Linked DNA regions of Mus musculus: regions 1, 2 and 4 are each linked to region 3. The links are chromatin contacts, called in public Hi-C, HiChIP or PLAC-seq and promoter capture Hi-C maps. All regions are on one chromosome and are shown on one strand. The core of a region is the stretch at or near the end of the contact, and the rest is flanking DNA. Distances in the headings are between cores, read along the strand shown. Region 1 has its middle 18 kb from the start of Gng2. Region 2 overlaps Kcnk5 (potassium channel, subfamily K, member 5). Region 3 holds the start of Saysd1 (SAYSVFN motif domain containing 1). Region 4 has its middle 27 kb from the start of Kcnk5.

What was found. Promoter capture Hi-C pulls out the DNA fragments that hold promoters and counts their contacts. Hi-C and Micro-C count contacts between places; a contact is called where the count stands out from the background. HiChIP or PLAC-seq counts read pairs in DNA pulled down with a chosen protein or histone mark.
Region 1: a contact with region 3 is called in a promoter capture Hi-C map of embryonic stem cells. The contact joins the enhancer-like site here to the promoter of Saysd1 in region 3. A contact is called at or near these places in 9 of 39 promoter capture datasets (the 3T3-L1 cell line, the C10 cell line, cranial neural crest and 5 more), 12 of 484 Hi-C or Micro-C datasets (the AtT-20 cell line, CD4 T cells, CD8 T cells and 8 more), 5 of 115 datasets of contacts at active chromatin or transcription factors (effector CD8 T cells, embryonic stem cells, fibro-adipogenic progenitors and 1 more) and 3 of 9 other capture datasets (adipose tissue, liver and pancreatic islet).
Region 2: a Hi-C map of liver shows a contact between it and region 3, with 2.8 times the contacts expected there. The contact joins the enhancer-like site here to the promoter of Saysd1 in region 3. A contact is called at or near these places in 7 of 39 promoter capture datasets (the 3T3-L1 cell line, cranial neural crest, embryonic stem cells and 4 more), 3 of 484 Hi-C or Micro-C datasets (B cells, embryonic stem cells and liver), 5 of 115 datasets of contacts at active chromatin or transcription factors (bone marrow-derived macrophages, effector CD8 T cells, embryonic stem cells and 1 more) and 1 of 9 other capture datasets (pancreatic islet).
Region 4: an H3K27ac HiChIP or PLAC-seq map of extraembryonic endoderm stem cells shows a contact between it and region 3. The contact joins the enhancer-like site here to the promoter of Saysd1 in region 3. A contact is called at or near these places in 2 of 39 promoter capture datasets (cranial neural crest and embryonic stem cells), 1 of 484 Hi-C or Micro-C datasets (embryonic stem cells), 7 of 115 datasets of contacts at active chromatin or transcription factors (cardiomyocytes, embryonic stem cells, extraembryonic endoderm stem cells and 1 more) and 3 of 9 other capture datasets (adipose tissue, liver and pancreatic islet).

Annotation. Positions count from the first base shown.
Region 1 is chr14:19,994,065-19,997,226 of GRCm38.p6, forward strand. No RefSeq gene overlaps it. Among named protein-coding and RNA genes, the nearest start is that of Gng2, 18 kb to the left of the region's middle. Within about 2 kb of position 1,292, at least 27 of the 459 cell types and tissues checked have an H3K27ac peak or open chromatin away from gene starts, as enhancers often do. A contact at or near this core is called in CD8 T cells, embryonic stem cells and trophoblast stem cells, where this site is marked.
Region 2 is chr14:20,161,193-20,164,704 of GRCm38.p6, forward strand. The region is part of intron 1 of Kcnk5 (potassium channel, subfamily K, member 5); the gene reads right to left. Among named protein-coding and RNA genes, the nearest start is that of Kcnk5, 19 kb to the right of the region's middle. Within about 2 kb of position 1,704, at least 48 of the 459 cell types and tissues checked have an H3K27ac peak or open chromatin away from gene starts, as enhancers often do. A contact at or near this core is called in liver, where this site is marked.
Region 3 is chr14:20,081,821-20,084,993 of GRCm38.p6, forward strand. Saysd1 (SAYSVFN motif domain containing 1) reads right to left here and starts at 1,352. Exons shown (of 2, transcript NM_026209.1): 1 at 1,058-1,352. The coding sequence starts at 1,267.
Region 4 is chr14:20,207,012-20,210,134 of GRCm38.p6, forward strand. No RefSeq gene overlaps it. Among named protein-coding and RNA genes, the nearest start is that of Kcnk5, 27 kb to the left of the region's middle. Within about 2 kb of position 1,575, at least 50 of the 459 cell types and tissues checked have an H3K27ac peak or open chromatin away from gene starts, as enhancers often do. A contact at or near this core is called in extraembryonic endoderm stem cells, where this site is marked.

The sequences.
Region 1 (3,162 bases), core at 42-2,541, 88 kb before region 3:
TTGAATGAGAATGAGCCCCTTAGCCATTCATAATATATTTGGTCCCCCGTTGTTGGAACTTACTTTTTTATATAAAATTTACTGTTTGGTACGAATTAGGAGGTGGGCAGGTTGGGGGAAGGGTGTCACTGCAGGTGGTCTTTGAGGTTTCAAAAGCCAATGCTATTTCCCGTTAGCTCCACCCCTCTCTTCCTCCCCTCTCGCCACCATGCTTCCTGCTTATTGATCATAGGGAAGCTCTTACCTACAGCTCCAGTGCCATGCCTGCCTGCCTGCCACCACGGTCCCCACCATGATGGCTGTGGACTCACCCTCTGAAACTGTAAGCAAGCTCCCAATTTAAATGCTTTTTTTCATAAGTTGCCTCTTCACAGCAATAGAAGAATTAGAAGTCAAGGATGAAAATTGTTTTTGAGTAAAGCAGAAAACAAACTGTAGTGTGTGCCTAAACTGAAGCAAAGGCTTTCAGGTTGCCATCTCTTGTGGAAACACACAGCTCTTGCTGAAGCTGCCTGGGTAGAATTCTGATTTCAAAAGACAAGAGGAACTCACCTTTGCCAAAACAATATTCTAATGTTTCTAATGGTTGCACAGCAACTACTTAAGCAAAGAGCGAGTCTGCCAGAGTACCCAGCCCCTGACTAACGTTCCAGGTCTGCTAGAGCACTGCTCCTAGAACGGAAGAAAGCAACCCAAGTGTGAAGTTAGACATGGATCTGTACACATGCTGACTCTACGTTTGCATTATGGAATGAGCAATAAGAATGCCAGCGTAGCCAGGGGTGGTGGCGCAAACCTTTAATCCCAGCACTCAGTAGGCAGAGGTGTCAGGTCTTTGTGAGTTTGTGGCCAACCTGATCTACAAAGTGAGTTCCAGGACAGCCAGGGCTATTACACAGAGAAACCCTCTCTTGAAAAACAAAATAAATATAAATATAAATAAAGAAATATAAATAAGTAAAGAAGTAAGGGATGCCACTCTGGTGGAGGGGATGCAGGGAGCCAGCTCCAAGGGTCAGAGCCAGGGAGAGCTGGTTCATCTGCCATGAGGTAGAGAGGGCTCAAGGGTGATGCTCTCCCTTGCCCCTCCCACTTGCCACCGGCAGTAGTCCGTAGGAATTGCTGGCCCTGCCTCTCACCAGCTGTAGCACTAAGGAGAAAGGACCCTGCACCTCTCCTGGGCTCAGCCAGCCCTGGGGGTGTGAGAAAAGGAGAGTAGGCCCAGCCCCTCACAGGCTGTAGCACTTGGGAGAGCGGGCGCTGCACCTTGATTAGGCAGCTCAGTGGAGCTGGCAGTGGTGACTGCAGGTGAACCAGACCCCAGGGTATGAGAGCAGAAGAGCTGACACTTCCTTCTGCCAATTAAGAGGACCAACTGGAGTAGTGCTAGAGAGCTCGTCCTGATTGACCAAGCCCGCTCAGTCAGTCAACAGCTTCTCCAGCACAGGAGTGAGGATTAAAAAGAAGAAAGACAATTAGACAACATGACCCCAGCCAGTTCTGCGGCTGAGGCGGGTTTATTTTTTCCCAAACTGCTTTTATACCGTTTTAATTACATACAAGTAATAAGGTGAGTCCTAGGTTAAGAAACAAGCAAGGCAATAAACACAAATAGTCATGGAACAAGCAAGGCAATAAACAGAGTTCCATGATCACTGTTACTGAGTGCTTAGTCAGAATGATAACTGAGCCTACTTCCCTGTCCTAGCCCAAAGTCATATTCATCGTGCCTGAAACCTACTTCCCTGTTCTAGCCTAAAATTACATTCCTGCCTGAGCTTACTTCCTTGTCATGGCCAATGTCAGATTCCTGCCTGAAGCCCATTTCCTCGTCTTCGGCCAATGTCAGATTCCTGCCAAGCAGGAACCCAAAGCTCTCCACACCTGATGGTTCAGATAAAGGAGAGATGGTGAGCTGACCAGCTCAGCTGTTATCTAGGCTTTGAGTTGGCTCACCCTAAAATCTATATAATCTGTGAACTATTGAGCCTCGTGAAAGGGCCAGTCAGTCCTGCCAATTCAAAACTGCAGGATGGGAGGAATCCCAGAAATCCAATATTGATTGTGTCACAAAAGCCAGAGACCTTGGACTAAACCAATGACGCATTGCAATGAACGTTTGAAAGTGAAGACGTGTGGACCAAGGGCTGTACTGTGGGACACACTGTGACACACTACAGCTTCCACCATGAGATGTTTACATGCTTGTGTGTGTTGTGTTTATTGGGGTGGCAGGAGATTGCAAGGACAAACAAAGGGCAGATACTAGGAAATGGGGAGATGAGTGGGCTTTGGGTATATGATGTGACACAAAGAATCAAAAACTTTTTTTTTTAATTAAAAAAACCAGATGTCATGGCATTATTATATTTTAAACAAATATCTCTGTACTACATCTTGGTCTTTTACCATTTGTTTTGAGGATGATTTCCGCAAAACAAAATTCACTCTTTAAAAGTTATGTGAGGGGGCTGGTGAGATGGCTCGGTGGGTAAGAGCACTGACTGCTCTTCTGAAGGTCCTGAGTTCAAATCCCAGCAAGCACATGGTGGCTCACAACCATCAGTAATGAGATCTGTCCCTCTTCTGGTGCATCTGAAGTCAGCTACATTGTACTTATTTATAGTAATAAATAAATCTTTGGCTGGAGCGAGCAGAGTTGACCAGAGTGAGTGGGGTGACTGGAGCGAGCAGAGGTCCTAAAAGTCAATTCCCAGCAACCACATGAGCTACAATGTACTCATATACATAAAATAAATCAATCTTTTTTAAAAAAGTTGTGTGAGATTTAACCAGTGTATACAATTGCATACCCACTGTTGTTACAAAAATATGGAGTGATGGCATCTGTTCCCTAATTCTCTCATCCCCTTTTTAAGTCATCCCTTCCTGTTGTCATCCCTATTGTTTTTGCCTTTTCCAGCGGAGTCAATTAAGCAGTCTCTAGCCTCTTGAGTGAGGCTCTGACTCAGCATGGTGCACTGAAGACTCATTCAGATGCATCTGTCCTTAGTCCCTTGCTTCCTTTCTCTTGCACTGTTGAGGGTATCAGGTACACTTGGTGTTGGTGTGGGAGATTGTGTGGACAGAGGGTAGAACAGTCAAAAGGGACACAAAGAAACCCAAAGAAGACATCTTATGAGACTGAAGCGCTACCTACGG
Region 2 (3,512 bases), core at 454-2,953, 80 kb after region 3:
TCTATCCTCACATCTGCTAAAGTAGAGTCCCCGGGCTGGAGCTGGGACAGCTGGAGCTAGGACAGGAGTCACTTAAAAACTACCCTAGAGGCTGGAGAGATGGCTCAGGAAGTTAGCAGCACTTGCCGCTCTTCCAAAAGACCTGGGTTTGATTCCCAGCACCCATATGGCAGCTCACAATCACCTGTCAACTCCAGTTTCGGGGAATCCAATCCCCTCTTAGGTTTTCTGGGGGACCAGGTACACAGACATACATGCAGGCAAAACATCATACACATAAAATATCAACAATAATAGAACTACAACCCAGCATCAGGCTTCATGACTCATCCTGCCCTCTTCAGGGCCCTTGGCCCTCCCCATTCTAACATGGGGCTTCTGGTCAATCCAGGGAAAAACAGGGAGAGATGGGAGAACAGGAGGCCTTTCTTTACACGTCCATTCTCCCCAGGGGACTCTGAGCCATTCCTCTCTATGGAGGGACAAAGGGGCAACTGTGTCTGGCTGCTACAGATGCCTGCCTAGCCAGGGACCAGCACCCCACCCATATGCAGGGTGATCACTTAACACATGTAACCCAAAGGTGGGACCAGAGCCACGGCTGTTCCCTGTCCCATGCAGCTTGGAACACAGTCAATTGATTCATTTGCGACTTTGCTGAGCCACAGCCATGTGCCCAGAAAGGGGCACAACACAGGCAGGACAAGCCACTGCCTGCCCAGGAGGATCTGCTACCAGGCAAAGGTAGAGCCTAGGCTGGCAGATGGAAGTTAGGCAAAAAGATACCACAAGAGGTCCCAGAACAAGTCAGGCGGTGGTGGCACACGCCTTTAATCCCAGCACTTGGGAGGCAGAGGCAGAGGCAGAGGCAGAGGCCAGAGAAACCCTGTCTCAAAAAAAAAAAAAAAAAAAAAAAAGAGAGAGAGAGAGAGAGAGAGAGGTCACAGAACAAGAGAACAAGCCATACTGGCCCCTTCAAGGGAAAGCAAAAGGCTGGAAGCAGGGAAACAAAGGCACAAAGACAGAGAGGCATCGAGGCGCGGTGACACACGCCTGCTATCCTAACACTCAGAGGCCGAACGAAGCAGGAGGATCACCAGTCCAAAGCTAGCCTGGGCTACATGGCAAGAATATGTCTCAAAAATAAAACAAAGCAAACCAGACAGGAATAAGCTAGGACTGAGGCAATCACTTAGCCATAGATTCCACCCACTTAAAGCACAAGCCCATCTCACCTCCCCTCTCCCCATTTTAGGATCTTCTAAGATGTCTTGGATATGCTATCAGCCCTCCCTAGATCAGGAATACAAGGTGGCTAGGCACACTCAAATATGCGGTATTACCAGCACCCTTGTGCTGTACGCCTGTGGCTTAGATATGATGTAAGTGCCCTCCCCCACAAAGGTTCACAAGCTGAGATTTAATCCCCATGGTGAGATGCTAAGAGGGTGGAAATTTAATCCAACTATGGCTTTCTGAGCTGTGCCTAAGGGAGGGGATAAGGATTGGATAAAGTCATCAGGGTGGGGCCCCTCCACACCATCATAGATACTTGTTTTTCTGCATGGGCTATGATGCACCACCTCAGGATGCTGCCAACAAGAAGCCCATCATCAGACACAGCCCCTTGACCATGGGCCAGAACTGAGCCAGAATAAACCTCTTCACAAAGTACAAAGTCATCTGTGGTATTGCATTACCAGCAACAGAAAACAGACCAGCGAGCAGAACTTTGCACTACGAGATAGGCTCATCGGTTCAGTCTCATGTGGCTACTGAGTACTTGAAATCCAGCCAAGGACTGAGCAATGCGATCTGAACTTTCATTTATTCGTTTAAACAGCTTCAATGAGAGATATCATATTAAGAAGTAAACGCACATCTCAGCATATCCCACTTGTAGAATCTATATCAAACATACCCTACCTGCATCTCCCCCTAGGATGTATGTGCCTTCCCTGGACTGTCAGGCTGACCAAAGCCTCAGGCTACAACAGCCTTCTTCATCTCTCGCCTGAGATCCTGTTTCCTGGTAATCTCAAACACACGGTGAGATTTCTTGGGCCCCCAAGGAATTCGGCAGGGCTGGAGGCATAGAGAGGTCAGGACCCCACTTGTTTACAGACCTCCAGGAGAGTCCTCTCACCTGAGCAAGACACCAAGCAACCCAGGTAAGAGCCAGCTCGATGTACAATGGAGCTGTGTGCCTTCTTTAGCCTGCTAGGTCAGGTGATCAGTCTTAAACTTCGTGTGCTTGTTTTTGTGTGCGTGCGTGCGTGCATGTGTGTGTGTGTGTACTCGTGCACACACATGTGTCTTGCTCAATCACTTTCCCTTTATTTTTCAGATAGGGTCTCTCAATAAACCTAGCGCTCACTGTGGGCTAGCAGGGCCGGCCGACAAGCCCCAGGAACTCTGCAGCCTGCTTCCTCAGCCTTGAAACTGTAGACACACACTGCACACTGCTGTGGCTGGCTTTTCTCATGGGTGTGGAAATCTGAACTCAATTAAGACAATGGAGCCACCTCCCCAGCCTGGTCTCAAACTTCCAACCCTGAGTGCTCCAGGCCCTGAGTCTCTACTGCTAATGAATGGCATTAGTCCTCAGAGGCGACTCGGCTTTAGAAAGTTCTTGTCACTCTGAGCACTCACTTCCCAGAGGTTACACTTTATTTAACTGAAGACCTCTCTCCCACCGTTCACTGACTACTGAAGGGGCTTTAGAGGATGTTCTGTTAAAACCAGCCTTGTGTTCCCCCATACTTTAAAACGGCCAGTGTGTAACGGGTGAATGTGCATTCCGTGCCATAAAAAAAAATCAAGTTCTTTGTTATAAACACAATACAACTGCATTACAGAAAATGTGCAGGCAGAAAGAGAAAAAGCCATCAATAACCCAGTCCCCACAGCTTGGCCCTGCCTAGCTTCTGTTTTTAAATTGAGTTTCCGTGACTCAGTGCTAAACTTACAGCCATTCCCTGGCTTGTTTTTGTAAACCTGAAGTGTGGCTTGAACCTCAAACCTGCTTTTAAAAATTCACTCAGTGGAAACCACCGTGCCCCGGGTAATTCAGGCTTCAGGGCTTCCATACTGTCTGGACAGGGTATGCCACGCCACAGGCTAAAGCATACCAATTTGATGATCGATAAACACAGGTGCCTTCAACACAAACAAATACAAAGATACATAATGACACCCAACAGACCAAGCAGGGGGACCCGATGACTTGGAGCTTCACAAGAATGTCACAACACACCTCTGCTCATCTCCAGTGCAACAAGAACCTTCTAGGTTTGGACCCCAAAGTGTCCTCCATGACACTAAAGTTGCACCTCCTCTGCTGGGGGTGGGAGGGCAATACAGGCAAAATCCTAGGCAGCCGTTGACACACCTTCACCAGCAACCTATGGACCTGCCTGGTAGACAAAATGTCCTAGCCAAGAGAGTGCTGAACAGATGAGGGTGGGGCGGAGTACCGTCGGCTGCAGGGTGCTTGCTGGATGGGGAGAGCC
Region 3 (3,173 bases), core at 102-2,601:
TCCAAATTATTTCTACCTAGATCACTCACAGTTGAACTTGAATACCCTTCTCTAGTCCAAGAGGGGCCTATAAGCCCATGCACATCACTCTAGGCAGTTACAGTGGCCACACTTCCATAGTCAAACCCCGTTTTGCACAGGCCAGACCTTGCTTAGCTTCAGAAATCAAGCTGCATTCAGAACAGTATGGCCATAGTCTCAAACCTCTTTTTGTTTCCTGGTCCAAATCCCATTTCTAAAGTACAAGCTACCCGAGACACTGGCTTCCTCTACCCAAGGTGTGAATAAAGTGCAGCCTTAATTACTGCCACCTCTGAGCCATAACCAGTAAGGCCTTTACCCCCTCACTAGCAGTGGATGCAGCTCAGTGGTTTCAGACCCCAGGACAAGGTGCTGAGGTGTATATTTTACACACCAAGCAGACCTGGCCTCCAGGTTCTCCAAGCATCTCTCAGTCCCTACCTAGCATACCCTACCCCCAACCCTGAACTTTCCAGCCCACAGGCTCTTTACTATATAACCCAGACTTTTTTTTGTTTGGTTGGTTTTCTCTCTTCCTCTTCTTCCTTTTCCTTCTCTCTTTCTCTTCTCCCTCCCCTCTGTCTCCCTTCTCATGGCGACTTCCCTGGCCTCCTTCCTAGGGCCAGTGAACTCATCGGCACAAAAGCAGCTTCCCGATAAACCTATATATATACTAATCTGGCTTGAATTGGCTTACTTCACCAGTGGAGAAATAACTTATCAGTTTCTCAAAGCCACGAATCTCTGTCATTAACTCGCAGTGAACAACTGGAGAGCAGAGATGTTTCTTCAAGCTCCCTAGAGCTTCGCTTTGTTTTCAACTAGTTGCTGCATAGGATTGTCTGGGATGGAAAACGTCAAGGCCACGTATCATGTGCTGATACACAGAGCGGAAATGCGGTGTCCAGCCACGAGGCAGGCGAGGAGAGAGCGCACAGGACAAGGAAGAGCCAGATATCCTGGGTGTGGCTTGGGCAGGCAGGGGCGTGGCCCCCGCGCGGAGGCGGAGCTTCAAGGTGCAGGCCTCTCTCCTCACCTGAGGCTGGTTGGGCTGAGCCTGAGCGATGGCGGGGTTGGCTTTCCGTTTCAGGAAGCGTGTCAGCCAGCCCGTGGCTGTCTTTGGGGTCGCCGCCGCTGGCTCCGCCTTCGCTCCCGAGGTCTGTACGCTCTGACTGGACGTGGAAGGCTGGGCTACCAGACTGGCCCGTTTGCGGGCCTCCCGGAACTCGGCTAACCGCTGTTCCATGGTGCGCAGCCGCCCGCTCGCCGGTGTGTGTCCAGGCCTGTCCTCGGCCGCCGTGCGCCTGCGCACGTGGCCCTCTGTTGCGCCTGCGCGTTGCATGAGCCCGGGTCGGAATTTTCCAAGGCTTTGTGACGTCTGGTGACCCTCCTGTACCTGGAGCGGTCCTCGGTTCTCGAGAGGAGAGTGAACTGAGTGTCCCATCTCCTCCGGCTAAAAGGTTGCGTTTAAAGTATGAGAACCGTCAGATGTTCCGGCTCTTGCCCGGGCCGCAGAACTCAGTTCTGACGTGTTTGCTCCTCACCTCAGGTTCAGGGAAGAACGCATGCGGGGAAGCCAGTGGTCAGCACCGCAGAAAAAGCGTCTCGGGACGCGGGAGGAGACCTGTGATCTCTGGGAAGTTTCCCGTGTCAGAAAGGCAGGATGCGTCCTACCTTCTAACTCTTACTGCAGTCTATCAGTCTCGCTGAAGGTGTTCACACCTCCATTTTCTTAGCATTTAGTTTGCTTGCTACACTAGAAAGATGCATTGACTAGACAAGAAATGTAAAACAAACGAACTTACTGAGGAAAAACTTAAATACACAAACCTGGGGGGGGGGGTTGTCAAAAGACTTTAAAAGCTAAGGATAGGAGGAAGCCAGACTGAAACTGTCTTATGGCCATCACAGGGCCACTCTTGAACTCCCAGCAGCGTGTTTGCCTGCACAAAACCAAACGACCCAACCTTCGCAAGCCCCCACTCCTAACTGGGGAGCTACTTATGGGTGATGATTTCGGGCGGGGTAGAGAGTCAGTTTCATGTAAGCCCTGGTAGATCCTGGTGGATTGCTCCATACCCATGAATGGGAATTTGTGGACTTCTTAAAAAGTGAAAAAGAGGACAAGGTGCGAGAGGGGTCAATGTTGGAGGAGTTAGAGGAGGAGAATGCATATGACCAAAACATACTAAAAATATATAAAATCTATAAATCGTAACTATAGTGTGTAACTACCATCCAGTAAAGAACATTTCTAGAACTCTGGGTGTTCTTATCCTTTCTTGCAATTAGTATTTACCCAAAAATTAAAATTTTAGATCTTACAGTTTTACAGATTTTTAAAGCTCCAAGCTAAGTACCAAGGATTTAGCTAAGTAGCACTTGCAGAATTGAGTCTCAAATACTTGTTGGATACTACTGAGTTCGAGTCAAAAAGCTAGAAAATATTCATTTAACAAATGTTTGTCTAGGGCTATGTGTTGAGTTCGGCACCAAACATTAAGGATTGAGAGCAGGAGGCAGGGATCACAAATGAAATAAAGACCTTTGCTTTCTACATTCTAATTGGAAAGATTTTTTTGTTGTTTTGGGTTTTTTGTTTTGGGTTTTGGGTTTTTTTTTTTTTTTTGGTTTGTTCTTTTGTGTAATGTGTGTGTGTGTGTGTGTGTGGTCTGTATGTCAGTGCAGTTGCTTGTGGAAACCAGAAGAGGGTGTTGAGTCCCCTGGAGCTGGAGTTCCAGGCAGTAGCTGGGGAAGCATTCTTAACTGCTGAGCCATTTCTCCTACTCCCAAAGTGGAGTTTCTATGGCAGTGTCATGTTGAGAAGCTATGAAAATCTCTTTCTCATCAGTCATAGGCCTGTTTCCCCTTAGAGACTGCAAATCCTTTTTGTTCATTGCATTTGTCACCCGACAACACTAAAACCTTAGAGCACACAGGGAAGGCGCATAGAAATAATGCATGGCCATCTGTGGCCTGTGGTGATCAGTGTCCCTGGTAAATGCGGTGCCTTCAGAAGGGTAAGAGAGGAGGCCTGGCAGAACTAAGTGAACCAATAGGGATGATTCAGAGGCCATCTTGCCAGCACCTGGAGCTGGAATAACAGGATGAGCCAAGGTTGCCCGTGAAGGATCACAGAATGGGTAGGGAAG
Region 4 (3,123 bases), core at 325-2,824, 130 kb after region 3:
AAGCAATCCCACCATGCTCAGTGCTTTTGTACAGGTTCTGGGGATCAACAGAATCCTTATGCTTGAATAGCCATGTCTCCAGCTCCTGGTTCTCATTGTTTTCTGATAAAATCTCCCTATGTGCTGGGCGTGGTGGCACACGCCTTTAATCCCAGCACTCGGGAGGCAGAGGCAGGTGGATTTCTGAGTTCGAGGCCAGCCTGGTCTACAAAGTGAGTTCCAGGACAGCCAGGGCTATACAGAGAAACCCTGTCTCAAAAAATTAAAAAAAAAAATCTCCCTATGTTATCCAGGCTGGCCCCAAAATAATGATTCTCCTTTTCCAGTCTTCCCAAACTAGGATCACAGACAGGCAACCTTGCCTGGTTTTAGCATCTTGTTTGCTTTGCTCTCTAAAGAATACCCAGCCGTTACATTAACACTGAATCTGGTACACAGTTGAGGCTTAATAGATATTCATTGAGAGAGAGAGAGAGAGAGAGAGAGAGAGAGAGAGAGAGACAAGGGAGGGCTGGCTGTGGTGGCACATACATGTCATCCTATCCCTTGAGAGGTGGAGATAGGAGAGTCAGGAGTCCCATGTCACCCTTAGCTATATATCAAGTTCAAGGCTAGCCTGGACTATGTGAGCTCCTGACTCTGTTGTGGGAAATATCCAAAGATGCTTAGACATGGGTTTAAGCCAATAATAGAAAGTCTTTATTACCTGGCTGGCAACTACAATGGGTGTTCGAAATCCCAGTGTAGTTCCAAGCCTTTCTCAGGGTGAGTTTTCTAGTTCATACACACACACACACACACACACACACACACACACACACACACAAATGTCCTGGCATGACATACTTCAGTTAACAAAAACAGTTAGCCAGAAGCAGAACTATGGAAGCCAAAAAGCAAGGTCAGGTACATTTAAAGACTTTCTCATAACTGTGGACTTTGATGGATTAAGTCTGGTTTTCATTTTGACAGGTGGCGCTGTCTAGAACATGCTGAGTTTTACAGCCTGAATGGCACTTCCATCATGGAGTCAGTTGGGCTAAGGTCTTAAGGGCTCTGTTACAATGAAGCTCTGGGGGTCTGTTACAATCTCAGCAAATCAAAACCAACACAAATGAATTACGGACGCTAAGTTCCTTGTGAGTGGACAGCACCACATGCCTCCCTTTCCTTGAGTCTTTATCTAACTGAAAATTCCAAAGCTGTGGCTGAGTGACTCCCTGTTCACTTCTCATTGTCAGATCTTGTTCATCTTCGGCCCAGAACAAACACCTAGGCTATTGAACTGCAGCCGACCCCACATTTGCCATGACTCTGTAAATTGAGGATTGCGATTTCTAATCCCCATTTCCAAAGTGAAAACCGAAGCCCACCAGGCGATGGGAACATTCAGCCAGGAAAGCAGGAAGCAAGTTAGTGCAGTCAGAAGCCCTGTAGGAACAGTTCCCAGGGTCTGAGCAAGCAGGGCGCGAGGCCCTGTTGTTTGATAGTCTCTGTATAAACAGACAGCAGGGCAGTGCTTTGGTAACTGCCACAGAAGATAAGGCCCAGGTCGTAAAGCCTCCTGGCTGGCCTTCATTCCAGCTGAGCCTGTGTCTGCTGTTTGCTCAGGTGTGGCCCCTCCCTGGCTGCAGCACAGATTGCAGCAGTGGTTGCCCTGGGGAAGAAGGGGTTAAAACGTGGGCGTTGAACCGTAAATAAGCACAGGTGCCATGGCAACAGTGTCACCCCTGTGCAAGTGCCCAGGCTGGAGCAGTCACTGCTTCACTATTGCTGAGACTTCAAGACACTCTGCAAAGCACTTGGGTACATTTCATTCATTCATCCATCCATCCATCTACTCATTCATTCACTTTTTATTTTTTTTGAGACAGGGTCTCACTATATAGTCCAGCCTGGCCTTGAACTCATGCCCATCCTGTCTCAGACTCTAGTATACTGAGATGACAGGTGTACATCACCACACCCAGCATTTACAACTTTTTCTTCTTCTTCTTCTTCTTCTTCTTCTTCTTCTTCTTCTTCTTCTTCTTCTTCTTCTTCTTCTTCTTCTTCTTCTTCTTCCTCTCCCTCTCCCTCTCCCTCTCCCTCTCCCTCTCCCTCTCCCTCTCCCTCTCCCTCTCCCTCTCCCTCTCCCTCTCCCTCTCTCTCTCTCTCTCTGCAAGTGTGTTTGCTTGTTCCACAACAGGTGTATGGAAGTCACAGGACAACTTAAAGGAGTCCAAGTCAGCTCTCTTCTTCCGTCTTGTGGGTTCTGGGGGTGGAATTCAGGTCATTACACTTGGTGCTTGAAATAGAAACACATGATGACATTAAATGTCTGTAAACAAGCAAGCACCTATACCTGATAAAAATTTTTTTCTAGTTTATTTATGTTTATGAATGTCCTGCCTACAGATATGTATGTGCACTACATGCAAGCGGTGCCAGTAGAGGCTACTACATTCATGCTGGGATTCAAACCTGGATCCTTTGCAAGAGTAGCCAATGCTCTTAAACCATGGAACCATCCTGAATTAGCAAATACCAAACCATGTTCCTGAGAAAAACAGCAGATCAGGTTCTTGTGAGTCACTGGCCACAATATTTTCTTCAACCGATGGACACACAACCTCATCATGTGTTTCTACTCCAAGATGCCTTTTTAACATCTTTTTGCACCTTGAACTTGTGGTTGGATCCTGAGTAAAGTTGAGTCCAATTCAGTGCTTTCTGGCCAGGTATTTCACAGTCTCCCTGTGCTCAGAAAGGCCAAAGAGTTACTCAGCCTGGCACCCAAAGTCTATTTTAAGCTTCAAAATGACCCCCCCACACACACACACACGTCATGAACTGGATTTTAAAAAGGTCCTTTGTTGGTGCATGAGAGCTGAAATAAGGCAGACTGTGGCCTGCCTCACCTCAGCAGGGAGAACCTGTGCTCTGAGCAACTCTGGTTTTTCACAGCTTGTACATTTCCAGGTGTGGCTGCTAAAGAGGTAGGAAAATCGAGTTTGGGGTGAAATTCTAGCCAGTATAGACAGATTCCTAAGTACAGAATCTGCCAATAAGGAGAATCGTGTGTGTGTGTGTGTGTGTGTGTGTGTGTGTGCGCACAAGCACGTGTGTTATCTTTGCAAAACA